Linked DNA regions of Mus musculus: region 1 is linked to region 2. The links are chromatin contacts, called in public Hi-C maps. All regions are on one chromosome and are shown on one strand. The core of a region is the stretch at or near the end of the contact, and the rest is flanking DNA. Distances in the headings are between cores, read along the strand shown.

What was found. A called contact is a pair of places that touch in the nucleus more often than the background predicts.
Region 1: a Hi-C map of uterus shows a contact between it and region 2, with 14 times the contacts expected there. The contact joins the promoter of Tbx15 here to the promoter of Shox2 in region 2. A contact is called at or near these places in 1 of 39 promoter capture datasets (cranial neural crest) and 2 of 484 Hi-C or Micro-C datasets (LSK cells and uterus).

What each region holds. Positions count from the first base shown.
Region 1 is chr3:99,252,460-99,255,159 of GRCm38.p6, forward strand. Tbx15 (T-box 15) reads left to right here and starts at 1,301. Exons shown (of 8, transcript NM_009323.2): 1 at 1,301-1,626. The coding sequence starts at 1,422.
Region 2 is chr3:66,980,340-66,983,081 of GRCm38.p6, forward strand. It overlaps Shox2 (short stature homeobox 2), which reads right to left and starts at 1,432. Exons shown (of 5, transcript NM_001302357.1): 1 at 872-1,432. The coding sequence starts at 1,217. It also overlaps a transcript of Rsrc1 not described here.

The DNA of each region.
Region 1 (2,700 bases), core at 51-2,550, about 32 Mb after region 2:
TTCCCAGCTATCAGAAGTCTTATCTATCTCCCCCCCACCCCCAACCCCGGCACCCGCTGTGGGTTCTTTGGAATAAGAGCCCGGGATAGGCGAAGCGCAGCTCAGAGTCTGCTGCGCTATGAAAGTTACTATTTGTGTGGTGCAGGGGCCCAGTCTAGCAGGGTAAGTTTGCAGACCCCGAGGCAAGCTAAGCGGCCCATGCAGGTCTCTTAACTCTCAGCGTGTCTGTCTCCTCCCTCCATCAGGTAGAACAAGGAGCGTGAAGTCCTGAAATGTTCAGTTATAAGGCCGAATGGCAGCAGGAAAATTTTTTGTTGTTGTTGTTTCGTTTTGCCTTAACCGGACCCGCTTAGAAAGTCATTGATCTGGAACACAGTAGAAACCTGCGTAGAGAAATTTGGGCAGATCTCAAAGCCCCTGGGGGCATGGGTGATATGATCAGAAATATCTTCTGCCTTTTTTTTTTTTTTTTTTTTTTTTTTTTTGAGGAGAGGGACAGGTTAGCATTTTGTCACAGCATCAGCTTCCCAGATCTGCATCTGAACTGAGTATGATAGCTAGCTCTATTAGATCCTGAGAGTTTGGAAGGAAACTGTATGGATTCGTATTTGGACTTGTAGAGTCTATAAGGGCGAAGATCAGATTTTGACTTTGAGCTGTCCCGACTGCCCTCCTCCTACAGAGAAACAAGTCGGGTGCCGGGAAGCCAGGGGTTAAAGTTGGCAGAGAAGCATCCTGGGGATGGCCAGCGCACAGCCTTGGCCCGAGCCTCAGTCTCTCCCTTCTCCCCATTGGCCCGAGCTCTCGGGCTTTCTCTTGTTCCTTTCTTGCCATTGGCTGGGGGCTGGCTTTCCTCCCCTCTGCCTTTTTCTGCTCCCCCTCCCTTTTCCCTCACCCCTCGGACAGGAGCTCACTGCCTACCCCCTGTTCCTCGGGAAGGGAGGAATTCAGGGGGGAAAAGTTTCCCAGAAGTTTGGATCAGGGAAGGACGGGAAGAACGAGTGGGGAAGGGGGAGAGGGAGGAGAAAAAGGAAGAGGGAGTGAATTTAAAAAAAAAAAAAAAAAAGAAAGAAAGAAAAGAAAAAAAAAAAAGAAAAGATGAAGTTCAGTCAGCAGAGTTTGTGAGCGCCTGCCCGGGTGGGTGGGGAGCTGGACTCAGTGCTCCATGCAACGGGCGGGCGGCGTTCCCCGCGCTAGTTCCTAGAGGCTGGGGCAGCTGGGGGCACCGGTCTGATCCGGCGGTCGAGGGCGGGGGAGGACACGGAGGGAGGGCGCAGATCACCCGCGGAGCCGCCGCCCCAGTTTCGGCCGCGGCGCCGCCGCCTCTCCAGGGCCGGGTCGGCGGGCGCTCGGAGCGTGCGGCCGCGGGGCTGCCAGCTCAGTAGCGCGGGCTAGAGGAGACCCGGGTGCGGGCGGCTAAAATGAGTGAACGGAGAAGATCTGCAGTCGCCCTGAGCTCCCGAGCACATGCCTTCTCCGTTGAAGCCTTGATCGGCTCAAATAAAAAGCGGAAACTGCGAGACTGGGAGGAGAAGGGGCTGGACTTGTCCATGGAGGCGCTGAGTCCCGCAGGCCCACTCGGAGACACAGACGACCCGGCGACACACGGCCTGGAGCCCCACCCGGGTGAGTGTGTCGGATCGGACGACGGGAGGCGGGTGGAGAAGGAACACCAGCCGGTATCCCCGCGAGTGGAGGGAGGCCCTGCCTGCTGACTCCCTGCCTCACTCCGACGGGGGTTCCTTTTTCTTGGCATAAATACCTTGAGCCTCCCTAAATTCGCCGGAACCAATTTGGGGGCCTGGCCCGAGCCTTGCATTTTAATCGCCAATTTCAAGGCCTACTTGCGTCCATCCCCCTTCTCTTGTGTCAGAGACTGAGGGCTGCGGGTCCCTGGGTTTGAAAGAGCTCAGTCAAAGACACTGGAGAAAGAGCCCAGTGGATCTGAGACTTGCTTCCGTGCTTCTGAGAGCCCCCGAGTGCTGCCAGACGAAGCCTATAAGGCAGCCATGGGAAATGTTCCGGTTTTCTCTTTTAGTTTCTCTCTCAACTAAGTTTTAGATGGTGGAGTATAATTATTTCTATTTCACTGGGGACATAGTAGATAGACACTGTATCCTGAGACCCAGGTCTTTAATCCGTGCCCACATCTCAGTATTTGGGTGGGTGCACGTTTCAACTAATTTTCTTAGATCTCTCCATATTGTACATAATTAATATGCACAAAACACTTAAAACTCAAGGCGGATGTCAATGTGTGTATTTTAACAGAACCCTAAGAGGGAGAAAACAGCTTCACATTTTGTATTTAGTGCCAAGATTTCAACAGTGCAAAACAGCCCGGGGGAACAGCTGTTGTCAAAATCCTGTAAGCACGCTCACAAACACTACACTCATAACTCGGTTTAGCGGCTTCAGAATATTTTCAACAACTAGTATTTTCAGCCCAGATTTCTAAGGCCCTGCAGAAGGTGTCCCTGCGGACCAGCTAGGATCCAGGACTAGACTCCTTGTCCTACACGGCTTGGGGGTGGGGGGGAAGAGTCAGGCAGCCGCCCACACAGGAATGGGAGCAGCAGTAGGCTCGGGAGCTTGAGGATCCTGGCCTGAAAGCTAGCCAAAGCCCGAAGAGGGACAGCTGTCGCTTACATTTTCTCTTTCAGCAGTGACAGTTCAGTTTCCACGCTCCCGAGGCTAATA
Region 2 (2,742 bases), core at 182-2,681:
GAAAAATATGGCAGCACACCAGTTACTGCAGTACCGAGTGCCAAATTAATTTTTAACTTTGAGTTGATGGACGCTTCACCGGTTAGATAAAGCCTTTTTCTAACACTGCTCTCTCCAAAAGTCTCTCTCTCTCTCTCTCTCTCTCTCTCTCTCTCTCTCTCTCTCTCTCTCTCTCCATCTCTTTCTCTCTCTCTCCTAAAGTACTGCACGATTCTAGCCAGTAAAGAAATTGTGTATGTAGTGTCCTCGTCGTCGTCCCCCACCCTCTACTCCTCAATTCCTCCACCGAGAGGGAATCACCTTGGCCTGGACCTTTGGCTGGCTCCTACCTTAACTGTTCAGTAAGAATGTGAAGTTTGGTCCCCAAGATCCGGAGATTTGGGGGCTTTGCAGAGTTACAGTGGTTTTGATGGCAAATCTAAAGAAGGGCAATGTCGTGTGGCTCTCCTCTTTCTCTCCCCTCCCCTTCTCTCCTTTAGGCTTAGGAAAGGGGTTCTGGCAAACTCGGGACTACGGGCTAGTTACAACCGGCCTCCTAGTGAGCCCCTGCCGCACCCCTTCTCGCCGCGGGCCACACAAACTTCGCCGTCCCGCAGCGCGGCCCCATCCTCCCGCTCGCGAAAAACATATTTCGGTGCAACCGGAGCGACAGAGAAGGGTGCGCGAAACCCCACGCCCTCCCCCACGCGAGGACCCCACCCACGACGGAGCAGTCTGGCCTCCTACCCCTCCACTATCCCGGTATCTCCCAAAGCTGGGGTCCAGGGCCCTCTGCGATGCCGCCCTCCTCCCGCTCGGGTCCCGGGTCCTCTCCCGCCCCGAGGATAAGGGAAGGCAGTAAGGGGAACCGCGGCCGGGGGCAGGCCGTTACCCTCCGTCAGCCGCGGGCTGCCGGGCTCCCTGCTCCGCTCCGCGGCTCCCATGTCCAGCTCCCGGACGGGAGAGCGCCCTCCTCCAGCTCCTCCGCCTGCTCCTCCTCCTCCAGCACCTCCTCCGCCTCCTCCGCCTCCGCCTCCGCCTCCTCCCGCGCCGCCGCCTCCGCCGGCCGCCCGGACTGCCGGGCTGCTGCGGTCGTCGCGGCCCGGCTCGACGCAACCGGGCTCTTTGGCCCCGCGCAGCGGCCCGCTCTCTAGCACCTCCCGGTACGTGATGGCCTCCTTCTTCTCCTTCACTTTCTGGTCAAAAGACTTGGAGACGAACGCCGTAAGTTCTTCCATCGCGGCCGCTGCCGCCGCCGGTCAACCTCGCGCTCAAGCTCTCCCTGCCGAGCCCCGCTCTTTTTTTCCTCCTTCTTTTTTTACTGCTCCAGCCCCCCCAATAATAACACATCAATGGGGCAGGGGGATGGGGGAGGAGAGGGAGGAGGAGGAAGAAGAAAAAGAGGAGAAGAAAGAAGAGGAGAAGTAGAAGGAGAAAAAGAAGTAAGAGGAGGAGGAGGACGAGGAGGAGGAGGAGGAAGGAGGGGGTAAAGGGGGAGAGGGGGGAGGAGGGAAGGGGCGGGGGCCGCCAGAGGGAAATGGGAACTGATGCTTCCCTGCCGGAGTGCGCGTGTTCAATGTTAAGATCTTTGACAATTCTTCCTGCGGAGAGTTCAGATCTGATAGCGACGCAGCTCTTGAAGTCTCACTATTTATACTTCCTAAAGGCGGGCCTCTTGTTCTGAGTAAATTACCTCCCCTCGCAACTCCTAGTGAACCCCTTCGCGGGTAGCAGGAGCGCCACTACCTGGGGTGGGGAGGAGAGGGAGTGGGGACGAGAGAGAGAGAGAGAGAGAGAGAGAGAGAGAGAGAGAGAGAGAGAGAGAGAGAGAGAGAGAGAGAGAATATGAATATGAATATTGAGGATGGAGGATCCAGGCTGGAGTCCACCGGGCTGGAGAGGGAGGGCAAGCAGGGGACCAGAGGGGGCGGGGAGAGGAGGCAGGTCCTCAGCGGTCGGGTTTTCTGATAGCCTCGGCCGCTGGTGCTCTTGGCCATTAATCCAGGATTGACAAGAATCCCTAATTAATTTAATTAAGCGTGGATTTTGCGTTGGTGTCACGACTTAGTAAAACACTGGGGAACTGGATAGACTTCTCGGAGGCGGGGCCAAGAGGAAACTGACAAGTGCATTGCAATCAGAGTCAGTGGGTATCCTCAGAGAGTACCCGACCCTACAGCCTCGCTCTGGGTGGGCATCCCAACTGCTCGACCCTACAATGATGACCCCTGGTCTCTGGCCCAGTATCGGGCTCTCTATGGTTAATAGGCCTAGCAACCATTCCAGTATTCCGTTCCTGCACCCTTTCTTGCTCCAAGCCGCTGCAGCTGCACAGCGGTGCATCCGGTCTTCACGCGCCTGCTGCGAATGGGGCTTCATTGCAGCACCTCGGAAGGCTTCACCTCCTTTTAGGATCTTCCGAACGCGCAGCCAGCCTCACTGAGTACTGGTCCCTGTAATTCACTCTACTACTTTGGAGTCAAAGCTGACTCCCATAAAGACACATCCCGCTAGAAGGGGTTGGTCGATTTAACTTGTTTCCTGAGCAGCTGTTCTCTGCCAGATTCGGTCTTAAGGTATTTTCTTACAGCCCGGTCAGGCGCAGTTCCATTTCGATTTTCTCTATGAGGTCTAAGGGTTCTTACTCCTTTTCCTAACAACTCCCTGCACCCTGCCCTTAATTATTTAGCATCTTGGGGGGCATTCTAGTTCGATTTCCTAATTCTGAAAAACAAAAGATGACTACTTTTTGAGTTCTGCGGA